Linked DNA regions of Ovis aries: region 2 is linked to region 1. A link is a contact called in public Hi-C data. All regions are on one chromosome and are shown on one strand. Each heading gives the region's core, a stretch centred on a gene start, on an enhancer-like site or on the middle of the called end of the contact. The rest is flanking DNA. Distances are from core to core; before and after follow the strand shown. Region 1 holds the start of CLDN1 (claudin 1). Region 2 has its middle 66 kb from the start of CLDN1.

What was found. Hi-C and Micro-C count contacts between places; a contact is called where the count stands out from the background.
Region 2: a contact with region 1 is called in a Hi-C map of tail adipose tissue, with 4 times the contacts expected there. The contact joins the enhancer-like site here to the promoter of CLDN1 in region 1. A contact is called at or near these places in 6 of 16 Hi-C or Micro-C datasets (liver, mixed tissues, omental adipose tissue and 2 more).

What each region holds. Positions count from the first base shown.
Region 1 is chr1:197,850,235-197,856,836 of ARS-UI_Ramb_v3.0, forward strand. It overlaps CLDN1 (claudin 1), which reads left to right and starts at 2,186. Exons shown (of 4, transcript NM_001185016.1): 1 at 2,186-2,408. The coding sequence starts at 2,186. CLDN16 (claudin 16) reads right to left here and starts at 1,857. Exons shown (of 6, transcript XM_060419381.1): 1 at 1,768-1,857.
Region 2 is chr1:197,914,571-197,921,747 of ARS-UI_Ramb_v3.0, forward strand. No RefSeq gene overlaps it. Among named protein-coding and RNA genes, the nearest start is that of CLDN1, 66 kb to the left of the region's middle. Within about 2 kb of position 4,686, at least 3 of the 54 cell types and tissues checked have an H3K27ac peak or open chromatin away from gene starts, as enhancers often do.

The DNA.
Region 1 (6,602 bases), core at 936-3,435:
ACTGAAATGGGTTGCCATTTCCTTCTCCAGGGGATCTGCCTGACCCAGGGTTCAAACCTGCATTTCCTACATTGCAGGATGATTCTTTACTACTAAGCCACCAAGGAAGCCCACCCTCTTCATTACGAGTCCTTAAATCTCCATGCAGACTTGTCCTTTGAATTTAAATCTTCCTAAGGTATCTGATGATAGCCAGGTGGAAATGAGGGTGGTGGGGCTTGGGGGTTTTTGTTTTTCTATATTTTTTTTAGAAGTGTAGTTTTAGTCTCACAGCAAGATTGAGCAGAAGGTGCAGAGATTCCCATATTCTGTCTCACCTCACACATGCATAGCTTCCCTTCCTGCACCACCAACATTCCCCCAAATGGCAGAGTTCTCTTCACCCCTCTCAATCACACTATGAAAAATTTTTTAACTCCCTCCTTAATACAAACTGGCAGTTGCCATAGGAAATTTTGAAACATATCTTGTTTTCCCTTTTGCAAGTTTATTTCTGCCTGGGAGGTGCTTCTGTTTTTATTAAAACCATAAAAGCTTCTCCTCCCACCACACTGACACCACACACACAAAGAGGTTGAGAAAACATTTTAATTATTCCAAACCACAGCATCTGAGGTACACTTCTGAGTAACTACAAAGAAGGAAGCTTTAGAGACCCACAGAGCAAAAGTAAAGGCTAACTAAACTAAAATCTGAGATTCTGGCCACATCCAGTCACACTGCAAAAGCCAGAACTTGGACTTCTAATCCCAGGACAGGTCTCTTTCTATGTGGGGGGAGAGGGTGTACTTTTTAGATGCTGTCACCTCTGATGAATAACATCAGAGAAACACCCTTTGGAGGGGCAGAGGCAGGGGCCTGGGTGGCTGGGTCCCTCTGAGAATGAATCACTGCTCTAAGACAAAGTGCTGTGAGAAAGAGGGTGATGATGATGATGTGTGCGTGTGTTCAAGTGTAGGAATGGTGGAAGGTAGGCTGGGTGTGGGTGTGGGTGTGTACAAGTGTAGGGGTAGGGGTGGGTAGGCTGTATTTCCATAAGGATGGGTGTGTGTGTTCAGTCAAGTCCTACTCACTGAGGTACTTTTTGAGACCCCATAATCTATAACCAACTCAGCTCCTCTGTCCATACAATTTTCCAAGCAAGAAAGCCAGAGTGAGTTGCCATTTCCTTCTCCAGGGGATCTTTCAGACCCAGGGACTGAACCCGTGCCTCTTGCCTTTCCTGCATTGGCAGGCAGATTTTTTTTACTGCTGCGCCACCAGGGAAGCTCAAAGGACATATATTTCGGTCAAGCTAAGATGTAGTTGGGCAGAGTGGGCTGAGAACCAGAGTACTGCATATGCTATCAACTTGCTCTATGGTCTTACGGAAATCACGTTTCCTCTCTGGGTCTCCGTTTCCTAATAAATAAAGTATCAACATTTCTTTTATGATTCTAGGAGAGATCTCGAATGGAAGAAAGGGCATTGGGAGGAAAGGAAAACGGGGAGGAGGCTGAACGGAAAGGGAGGAAAGTGTGTGAGGGAGGTTAGAGGGGTGGTGAGCCATAGAAATGTCTTTTAATCAGCGAGGAAAAAGTCGAAAACGAAACTGTGCGTCTCTTGAGGTCTTAATTTTTCATCTTGGCATTTTTTAGTGTTTAGTCATACTTAGTCATTTTTGGATAAATGTGGATTGAATGAACGGAAAGCCTGGGAAGGCTCACAGAGGAAAAGGGCAAGAGGAGAAAAGAGAGGAAATGAGCAGCACCGGGACACGATGCGTACCTGATCCTTCTCGCGTCCCCACTTGGCTGGCAGAACCTTCCCGCCAGAGTTCGGCCCCATCTCGGGCTCCCGCGCTCCCTCTCGCTTTCCAGCAACCCGCCCGGAAACCGCCAGAGGGCGCTGCGCTCCTGGGCGGCGCTGCGCTCCTGGGCGGAGCTGCTTTAAATCGCGGCGCCCAGCGGGTCTGCATCTCAGTCGCGGTCCGGGAGCAGCCTCAGCTTCTCGCCTCCGAACCGCAGCGCCGACCAAGAGGCGGACCCGGTCCCAGAGCTTCTCCGACGTCAGCGCAGGGGGCAGGGTTACCTGCAATAACTTCCTCCGCTAGGCTCCGTCACCCTCGGGAGTCCCGGGTGAGCACCTGCAAACTCCGCCTTGTGCACCTGCTGCCCCTGAGCCAGCGCGGGCGCCCGAGCGAGTCATGGCCAACGCGGGGTTGCAGCTGCTGGGCTTCATCCTGGCGTTTCTGGGCTGGATCGGCTCCATCGTCAGCACGGCGCTGCCCCAGTGGAAGGTTTACTCCTATGCTAGTGACAACATCGTGACGGCCCAGGCCATCTACGAGGGGCTGTGGATGTCGTGCGTGTCGCAGAGCACCGGGCAGATCCAGTGCAAAGTCTTCGACTCCTTGCTGAATCTGAACAGTGAGTGCCTTCCCCACTCCCCAGTTGTGGCTCAGGGTGGTGTAATGTTAATCGTTCAATCGTGTCCAACTCTTTGTAACCCCACAGACTGTAGCCCGCTAGGCTCCTCTGTCCATGGGCTTCTCCAGGCAAGAATACTGGAGTGCGTCGCCATTTCCTCCTCCAGAGGATCTTCCCCACCCAGAGATCGAACCCGGGCCTTCTTCATTGCCGGCAGATTCTTTGCTGTCTGAGTTACAGGGACCCAACCCCAAATGGCTCTCTTTTGGAGTAGTAGCTATCAAAAGGTTCTGTTGTGTGATTACATGTCTGTCAACCTTCAGTGGATCAAGTCTTCTGACCATGTGCCCCGCCATAAGGTAGTAGAGGGAACCGTGGTTTGGGGAAAGGGCCAACCAGACCTAAGCTCTAATTTTTCCTCTAACTCCCTAGGTGACACTCTTCTCAAGGTGTGAGTTTCAGCTTACATACCCATGAGTGGGGTGGCAATTGAGCGAGTGGGAGCCAAACTCGAATTTGAGCTCTTAGGCCTTTCCTGGACATTCTCAGATTCTGTGAAAATTGAAGAACTGTAGGGTTAGGACAAGAAAATGATGTGCCTTGAAAAATCTGGAGTCCGAAAGCTTCTCCAGCTTGTAAAATTAAATAGATAATGCCAGTTATTAGATATAACTTTTTTCTCTATCTTTACTATGAGTTATCATGAGAAGAAATCAGAGTCCTACATAGACTGTCTCAACCTAGTGTCTTCTCACACTTGAGTTTGAATCTCCTGATTCTTTTGACTTCTAAGATCCAGTTAGTGTGAAGGGGGCTTCCCCAGTGGCTCAGTGGTAAACAATCCGCCTGTAGTGCAGGAGACCTGGGTTCTATCCCTGGGTCAGGAAGATCCTCTGGAGAAGGAAATGGCAATCCACTCCAGTATTCTTGCCTGGAGAATCCCATGGACAGAAGAGCCTGGCAGCCTACAGTCCATGGGGCTGCAGATTCTCAGATATGACTGAGGGACTAAACAAGTGTGAGGAAGTCTTTCCCTCCAGTGACTCCTTGAAGAAGTAAGTCTCTAAAGATTCCCCAGAAGGTTTAGCTCTCAGACCAGGAGTCTTCAGAGGAGGAGATTGTATAGTCTTATTTTGGAAAGTGAAGGTGGGTGGCAGGTGGAAAAAGGATGAGAAGAAAGAGAAGTTCAAAATTACCTCTCTCCGTTATATAAAGGGGAAAATGAAGCTAAGGAGATACAGCTGATGAATGCAGAGATTGGGAGAGAGAGGGCAGGTCTTCTCTGAGTTTCTGTCTTCCACAGAGGAATTTCTATGTAACAAATGTTGGCTTCTTTCTTTCATAAGTTTGGACAGGATTATGTAGAGAGAAATAGTCCTAGATGTGATGGAGAGAAGAGTGACAGGATGGATTTTTTCTTTTATTGTTTTTTAAAACAAAAACTTCTGAGTGTTTTGTCAGAAATTCATTAAATTCCTGCTTACTTAGGTAACAACAATTCATGGCTAGAGTAGCTTCCTTGAGATATGACATTAGTTGTCCTGAACTTGTGTCTGTCATGCACTTGAACTAACTTGAATAAAAGCTTCCTTAGCCTTTGCCTAGACAAACAAGCCTGCCCACCAGTCCCCTTTGTGTGCTGACGGTAAGCAGTGTTCAAGTCGTCGCTCAAGTTTACTTCAGTTGCTTTGTCCACCTCCTGTGTGTGGTTTTGTCAAAAGCCATGCCCTTTAGAGTTGTTCACTCTGTTTCGAATCTGTTTAAAACTCTCGAGTACCTGTGGAATTTGTGAGTCAGTGTACACATGGCGGTTTTTAGTGTTGCCATCTCAGCTTTTCAGAGTTCCCATATTAGGATTCTTTCATACCAAATATAAGGAGTACATTAAGTATATGACTTTATATAATCATCGAATCTCCTCATGGATGGATAAATACGTGTAAGGAATTGTACAGCATCTGGCATGTCAGATTGAAGAACTGGCAGATGGAGATGGTTGTAAGGACAATTCCAGATAGATCTCTGATTCCTCTGATCAGAATGATTCATTTTCTTATTTTTAAGTATCTTTCAAGTTATGTTTATTCAGCTGCCCTGGATCTCAGTTGTGCCACTCAGGATCTTCAATCTTTTGGGGGGCATCTTGGATCTTTTACTTGTGGTATGTAGGATCTAGTTCCCTGACCAGGAATCGAACCTGGCTCCCCTGCACTGGGAGTGCAGTCTTGGCCACTGGACCACCAGGGAAATACTAGTAGTTCATTTTCAACATGTGCAAATAGACTTACCTTCCTTAAACAGCCAAATGAAATCAGATCAATCCATGTTGTAAATACCAAAATAGGTTATTCCTACACATGAAGATGTGTTAAAATGTTTTATTTTCATTTATACCTAACATAACTGTTATGATTTTTAAAGCTGTGGTGGAAGATCGGAACACTACCTTTCCTCTACCCATTTTGGAGATTGCTTTCTGATTTTTTTTTTTAACTCCATGTCTATTCCTATTTTCCTGTTGGTTAATGCCAGAGTTTATCAAAGGTGGGGCTGAGGCCTTTCTCTCAAAACTGACTCTCAGAAGAGAGAGCCTTGACTCACAGGTATACTTCCCAACCTGCCAGTGACTCACTAGATGCCTTTGGATGGAGCCCAGAGGACCTACCTGTCTCTGTTTCTCCACCTGGACAGTTGTGCTCATGCCCACCTGATGTAGAGACCTGGGAGGTGATTCATTGGCTGTTTTTGGTTTAGTACCGTGATATCCAGAGGTGAACGGGCTTATCTGTACATATAATTAGTGTTCCTTGAAACAAGTTGCACTCCACAAAGTGCTTTTAGGTGAAAAACTTAGAAGTTGCTTAAAATTGTAGCTTGTCTCTTTGCCAGTGGAGCCCACTTGGCAATTTAGGGCTCAGATTCTGGGATTTATAAAGGTTATAGCACTAGATGTGTTAAAATCCCTGGTTCCCCTTCTCTAACTGGTGTCAGCTGCAAAGAGCTCATGGCAGTGTCTAAAGGGATACAGTGCGCTTAAGGCAATGTCAAAAGTGAGACGCAGCAAGGCTTCTTTACATGGTTCTTGCAAAGCAGTTTATGAAAATGTAACTGGGGAACTTCCTGGGTAAAAAAAATAATACACCATGGATTGTGGTTTTACTATGGCTAAGACAGTTTCACTCCCATCCAAGAATGGATGTTTATTGACACTGATGACTGATAGTTGGAATATGCAAAAGAGAGTGCCAGATAGAGTTGATTTTCTTGATTAAACTGTACGTCTTGCCTTGTTTTGATTCATTTTTCAAACTTTTGGCAAGCTAGTTCCTATTTCATGTGCTTAGTTAATTGCTTCTCCTGGCTTAACTTTAATAGCTAGAGCTGTCCAAAGACTGGGTTGCCCCAGGAGGTTGCATGGTGGGAGGTGTGCAGGCAGAGGAATAAATAAGTATTTTGAAGGAATGCTGTAGGGAAAATCCAAGTCCCAGACAAATGGGAGGTTAGCCTAGACTCTCGGTAAGTCTCATCTAACCTTAGGATTCTGTAATTTGTTTATAAGCTCCTCTGGCCTGTTCAACCTGCTTTACATGAATCCACATGTGTGTAGGTGTGCTTTAATGAGTATTGGTTGTCGGTGAAGTTTCCCAGAACTCTCACCATGATGTCAGGCTCAATCAAAGAATAAAATCACTGACTTGGACGGTCTTTGACGCAGAGGCAGAGATGAGGGCACCTCCTTACACTTCTCTAGACTGCTGAACCACTAGTGTTTAAGGGGCCATTTGTGTTCAGATCTGTTTTGAGAATTAGTTCTGATTTTTGGAATGATGAAAGTCAAAACCCAGACGCAAACTTGAATACTCAGTTCTACACTAACTGGCCATGTTTATAATGGTGAGCCACTTGATCTCTCTGGACTGTAGTTTCCCCACTTGCAAAGAAGGGCAGAGTGGGTGGAACAGGGAGATGAATCCGTGACTCATTCATCCATTCAACCAGCATGAGCCAGGCCCTATCCTTGTTCCTAGAAATGCAGCTAAGATGATTGATAATGTGCAAATGTTGATTCCTTTCAGTGCCAACAGTCTTTGTTACTAACTGCAGTGATGCAAAGGACATAGGCAAGTGGCAGAGTTTAGGCTTCCTTGATTGGAGTGATGACTAAGTGGCACAGAAGTAACAGAGAAGCGTACA
Region 2 (7,177 bases), core at 3,436-5,935, 67 kb after region 1:
AAAATGTTTGCATTCTGGGTTAGTTTAAATCCTTCCTTTTGGTACTTGGTTTGTTCTTCTTTCCCCCTCACTCCCTGTGTATTGGAAGGAAACATCTAAAAGCTTGATTACATTAACATCAAAGTGCCTCTATTTTTGAAGACAGAAATTTGCAGCCATTTTTCTAGTATAATTAACCGAACAAACCCTGAAGATTGACTTACAAGAGATGGAAAGGAGAAAACAGGTAAGGCCAGCATGTGGTGTGGAAAGGAGAATATCCCAATTACATGACTGCATTAAGGAGTCTAGCATTTAGCTGCGATCCTTAGAAATCGGATGATTGAAAGAGACACACACAAGAGTGACAAAATACAAATCAGAACATTACTTTCATAATCTGTAATGAGATACATAAACATTAAACAAACTAAATGTTTTTCCTCACAGGCCAGTGGTTTTCAAGCCTAGTCCCATATTAGCATTATCTAGGACTCCTAAGGAAAAAAAAAAAAAATACCACCCGCAAAGATGCTGATTTAATTGGTGTTGGGTGGAGACTGGACAATGGGGTTCTTTTTAGAAGCTCCCTAGGTGTTTAAAAAATGCTACCAGGGCTGAGAAACATTGCTGTAGGTAGGTCTAAATCAAAAACCAATTTGTCATCAGAAAGCTGTTTTGAAAACACAAAACCAGAACTTGAGGTGAAAATGATATACATAAAGAAAGTCGGCAAAGTCTGTATTAGTCAGTGGTGTTCAACTGCTGCCTACATAAGGGACACTGGGGTATGCTTACTTAAAAAAAAAAAATAAAGGAAAACACTGGATCCCTGTTTTCTACTTCACTGTTATCTTCCCCATCACCTATGAGATTCTGATTAAAGAACTCTTCAGGGGCCCCCTAGATGCTGCTTCAAGAAACAGCAAATGTGAATCTGATGTAGATAATCCATGTTTCTCATACTAAGGAATACAAGTCTACATCCTCTGGGACACACTTGTTTTGAGGAGTTGGTAAACCTCAAACTTAAGCTGCATCAGAATACACAGCAAGGCAGGCATGTTAAAACACAGACTGATTGCTAGGCTTCACCCCCAGAGTATCTCATTCAGTAGATTTGGGGTGGTGTCCGCACTATACGTTTTTAAGAACTAAGGCAGAGGTTCTCAGCCAGGAAAGACATTTGGCAGTATCTGGAGTTATATTTAAAGACTTTATTGTTTAGAATGATTTTAGGTTCATAGCCAAATTGAGAGACGGGTTACCTAGATTTCCTAGATAGATACCCTTCTCCCCCATCAATATCCCTTACTCACAGTATTTTGTCATCTCAAATCCTCCTTTCAACTTTTTTCATTTACCTTTAAAATCTCAGGATACTGTAGATCCTTTCACAGATCACTCTTCCAATTCTCCCTCACTGGAATCTTTGCATATTTTTTACACATTTAAGAGTTTTGCTTTGAAGGTACCTACCCTAAAACCATCTTCTTTGTAAGACTCAAATATGGAGTAATTACTATTCTTTTTAAGGATTGCTTATGCCCCTTGTGCCACAATACTAGTTTCTTGAAGATTTTTAAAAATCTTAAAGTCTAGTGTTCTATTATGTTAGAACGGGATAATAGGTTTTATGAAATGCAAAAGGGTGGAACCTCTTTTTGAAGTGAAGAACTCTTTTCATCCAGGCTGGAAAACAAGTTCGACAGGTTTGGATTCAGCCTCTGGGGTACATAGGTGACCTCAAACACCCACAGGGTTTGAGGGTTATAAATACAACTTGCTTACTCCAAACTTCAGGAGCAAGGCTTGGCATTTCTCTCTTAACTCTGAGAGGGATGTCCCTATTCAAATGGTGATTTATTGTTGCACTCATGTGTTTCAGAATGAGTAAGAAATAGGTATTCTACAATCACATAAACAAAAACCATCTAGTAAAACAGACTGAGATGTGCCTGGTAGGAGAGACTGACAATTACGCAGGTGAATCTAAGACAGAAAACCCAAGTGCTCTAGTAGAGACATAAACTGTGAGTGGTGGTTGTGTTTGATTTGAATCATCAGAGGAAGGTTCAGGAAGGAATGACACTGAGTGATGTCCGGGGTTTGAAATAGTTGAGTTGGTAAGAGAACATTTCAAGAGATCTTTCGGCATCTGTAGATTAGATACAACAATAGTGCACGAGTTACAGGCACACATCACAGAGCTGCTGGGGCTCCAGGCATGAACAGTAAGACGTAGTGGAGAATACACGGGGAATCAATAGCTCACTGACTTTAAATGAACAGGAACAGCCACCTGGGTATTAGTTCTCACTTTGAGAATCGACTGAATCTTAACGCACTCTGGATTCTGTTGGTGTCTTCAGCGCAACATCCTAAGGGTAGACAAGAAGCAGGTGATATATTATAGATCCAGGTCTCTCCATCCTGGAAAGCTCCCTGAGGTCATTCTTAAAAAAGACAATAAAAACCTCATTTCTGGATAGGACTAGAGTTGATATTAGGAAGCTTCCAAACACAATCATAGTGTCTTTACCAGTTCTCAGATTTTTCATTTTTGGTTTGTTTTCTTTTTAAAAATTGTTTGTCCACATATTATGTTTCATGGAGTATAGTTAATCCCCCAGTTCTCAGCTGTAAATAAATCACTATTGATGAAACTTTTCAAACCGCTTCCCGTTGACTGCTTATCCCTATGAGTTTTATGACAAGGTCGGGAATCTGTTAAGAGACAGCTGAAGGACACCCAACAGTGTATTTCAAGCACTTTTAGAATCAGGCTTTCACCTTACAATGCAAGCAAACTCTGTATTCCAAAGACCCCTGCTCTTGAGGCACCTGAAAGAAACCCAGTCAGCCACTGGGTTTGCACAATTCCAGGTGTGGCACCCTGTAATAGTGGTATCCTGATGATGAGATCAGCCAAGAATGAACTCCCAGGAAGATCTCTCAGAAAGTCTGATGTCATTTAAGACCTCAGTTATCCAAGTAAATGAAGAAGAATGCGAAATGGGTATTTCCCCTGTGACCAGCTTGGCACAGACCAAAAGGGTCTGACCGTGCCACCAAAGGAAGTAGTTCTTCGTCTGCTTGTCTGAGGTTTCCCGTATCATGAGGGAGGGTTTCATGAGTGGGTGCTTTAGATAAATCAGTGGATCTTTAAGTCAGAAAGGACTGCTGGACATTACATCCACTTTCAAAAAGGGTCTTCATACAACATATCAGAGAGAGAGATGCAACAAAACAGACCTACAGCGGGAGAAGCACAAACATTCCAATCAGAAAGCTGACATCTAAATTCCTCAGTTACCACACTGAGCCATGTCACTGCCTTAACTTCTCTTACTCTTGAATAGGGGGTGTGGGGAGGACAAGGTATTCATACTATTTTTAAAACAATAGTCTCAAGAATCAAATGATGCAATGTATCTGATAATGTTTCATAGGCTAGTGGGTCTCAAACTTTAATGTGAGTACAAATCACCAAGGATCTTGTCAAAAATGAAGATTCTGGGACAAATCTGGGGCAGGGCTGGGGCGTTTACATTTCTAACAGGCTTCTGAGTGGTATTATCTTCTGGCTGGTCTGTAGAGCTCATTTCTTTTTTCAAACTTTAAACTTTTTATTTTGTATTAGGCTGGTGCTTCCTTGGTTGCTCAGATATTAAAGAATCTGCCTGCAAAGTGGGAGACCCAGGTTCAGTCCCTGGGTTGGGAAGATCTGCTGGAGGAAGAAATGGCAACTCACTCCAGTATTCTTGTCTGGAAAATCCCATGGGCAGAGGAGCTTGGCGGGCTACAGTCCTTGTGGCTGCCTAGAGTCAGACGTGAATGAGTGACTAACACTTTCACTTTCACAGCTGATTAACAATGTTCTGATAATTTCAGGTGAAAAGCAAGGGACTCAGCCATGCATACCCAGGTATCCATTCTCCCTCAAACATTTTTAATAGCATATCATTAGAGATTGAAGTGTCACACAGTAATTGGTTGTTGTTATTTCAATAAGTTTTCAGAGAAGGATGTTCTTCAGTCTTTACATTAAAAAAAATTTAATTCACCAAGTCCTATTCCAACCCTCCACATATCCAACAATTCTAAGAAAGCTTATTTAATATAGTGACTCCTGCCCAAAAGGTCAATCAGCAGTTTCACTGAAGAGTAGGCTTATGGGAAAATGACTTTTTTTACTCCATCTTTATGTTCACTGGTTTCACATTTATCTCTATGCACGTCAGACGTTTGTGAATTGTGATGACACAAAAAGATTAAGTACTTGCTAAGCTGCAAAAGATAATTGGAGGACATTTTATACAAGGATCCCTTGAAAATCAATACACAGTATTTGCATATAGTGTATATCAATATAATGTATGTGTGCTCAGTTATTTCAGTTGTGTTCAACTCTCTGCAACCCCATGGACCATGGCCCGCCAGGCTCCTCTGTCCATGGGATTCTCCAGGCAAGAATACTGGAGTGGGTTGCCATTTCCTTATCCAGTAATGTATACATTTGTGTAATATTTTATATAATTTAACATTTTCAGGGTACTTTCACATATGTTGCTCCATCATTAATTCTTTGCAGAAAGGTAGGCTGGGCGGGTCCCATTTGGCGCATTTTATAGATGACGAAACTGGAACACAGAGAAAAGAAGTGAGTTGCTCAAGATAGTACTCATACAGTTGCTGCAACTCTGAGGTAAAGCCCAGTTCTCCAAAATTTTAATTCAGTGCTCTTTCCTTTGTCTCCCTGTCCACAGCACTTACCATATTGACAAAATGTTAGGGTTTGGCTTGTTGAAGCCCAGATATGAGAAAGGTATCCACATGTTAAACGTTTTAGACAGTACAGATTTGGTTACTGTGGATACCTCGTCAGCAGTGAGCCCATAAACATGGATATCTCTCATTGTGATCAGAAGAAAACCTGCTCCAACGTGGAATTTTCGGATGATTCATTTGCTTGTTTAATTCTCAGCCAAGAATGCAATGCCCTACTCCTTTTGGAATGTTTACAGATGAGAGTTAGAGCTTGGGGGTGGAGGACAACCTGACTACTACAATCATCCTAAGTAGGTGATTGGTTTTCTACTAAAAAAATATTCTTACCTTTCTTCTTACTTCCTCTATGATATGTCCTTGGCCATGCCAACTCAAAGCGATCTCAATCGCTCTCTTTCTCTTTTAGTGTTAACAACCTCATGAGAAACACTTATGAGGCATCTGGAATTATAATTGATGTTTTGCCTATAGTGATGTTTCACTCAGGGACGTGTGTGTGTGTGTGTTCACTGCCAAATGAAATTGGGAATCCTTCAAGGGCAAGGACAAACATGTTCCATGCTTTGTCTTATACAGAATGATGGAAATAAGAAATGGAGGTACAAAGCGAACACTATATTGAATTTGGAGTCAGATGATCTGGATCAATTTGTCATTAGCCGTGTGACCTTAAACAAGATACTATTGATATTGATACAGTATCAATCTCATACCTTAAACAAGATACACTTTGATCTAGAAAATGAGAATATTAGCGCTTATACCACTGTCATGAGAAATAAATGAAATACTATGTGTGAAAATAAAAGTGCTTTGCAAATTTGTAAGAGCTATATTAGTTTAAACAATATATTTGTATTTACTTTAAGAATGATATAGATTAAATTTGAGGAATCTACTGCGAACTCTAGTCTTAAACAAGTGAATTTGCTTCACACTTCACCCATAAAATGTTTTATATCTCAATGTCCCTCTATTCAAAGAAATATAGCCAAATGTAAACAATATTATTAAAATTTTTCTTTTCCAAAACTGGGCATGATAAAAGATTTATGATTCAAGAGAAGTTGATATAACCCAGATGCTAAAAATGTTCATTAAGATCTGCCAACTTTGTAGTTTCATGGAATTCAGATAGTAGGAGTTACATTTTGGCTTAGGAAATTCCCTTTTAAATTCTCAGCATGTTGCACAAATGTTAAGTGAAATAGCATAACTACCAAAACCTCTAAGGGTAGGAAAATGATTCACTCTCTAGAATAAGGGTGCTAATGTAAGCAGAACTCACATACTTACTAGCTGCTCTGAACACACTTGTAAAAACCCAAACCTATCATTCTCTTCCTATTTATCCACTTTCTGTTGGTACCGCATCAAAATACTTCCTGTTTCTGGTCTTGAGACAATTTCAAAGCATACCTTCTCCTTTTTCTTACCCCATCACACACATAATAATTGTTCCTACCCATTTTAATACCTATTATGTTTCTGGAGCTGTACCAGTGCTCTTTATTATCTATAAGCTTCAAATACGTCTTGCAAGAAGGTTTCATTGTTCCCCTGTTATAAAAACCAACATCGCAAGACTCTTAAGTACATTGTTTCCAGCCCTTCTGTGGATCAGCAGATGACAAGTCAAACTGGGTCCCTGTGGTTCTTCACCTCTGCTCTTACCAGTAAGAAGCACAGATCAAGTCTCAACTCTCTTCTATCAAAATATTTTACATTAATCACGTAGGCAATTTTCAAAATGTTTTCAATCATTCGCATCTACCTGTAGATATCTTTCAAATGAAATTATGAAGATATTGAACATCATCCAAACAAGTACTTTTTGAATTAAATTGGAAACCCTAGATAATATAAAAATAAGCTGGAATCAAGAATGCTGGGAGAAATATCAATAACCTCAGATATGCAGATGACACCACCCTTATGGCAGAAAGTGAAGAAGAACTAAAGAGCTTCTTGATGAAAGTGAAAGAGGAGAGTGAATAAGCTGGCTTAAAGCTCAGCGTTCAGAAAACTAAGATCATGGCATCTGGTCCTATCACGTCACGGCAAATAGATGGGGAAACAGTGGAAACAGAAGTTGACTATTTTTCTGGGCTCCAAAATCACTGCAGATGGTGATTGCAGCCATGAAATAAAAGATGCTTACTCTTGGAAGGAAAGTTATGACCAACCTAGACAGCATATTGAAAAGCAGAGACATTACTTAGCCAACAAAGTTCTGTCTAGTCAAGGCTATGGTTTTTCCAGTGGTCATGTATAGATGTGAGAGTTGGACTATCAAGAAAGCTGAGCACAGAAGAATTGATGCTTTTGAACTGTGGTGTTGGAGAAGATTTTTGAGAGTCCCTTGGGCTGGAAGGAGCTCCAACCAGTCCATCCTAAAGGAGATCAG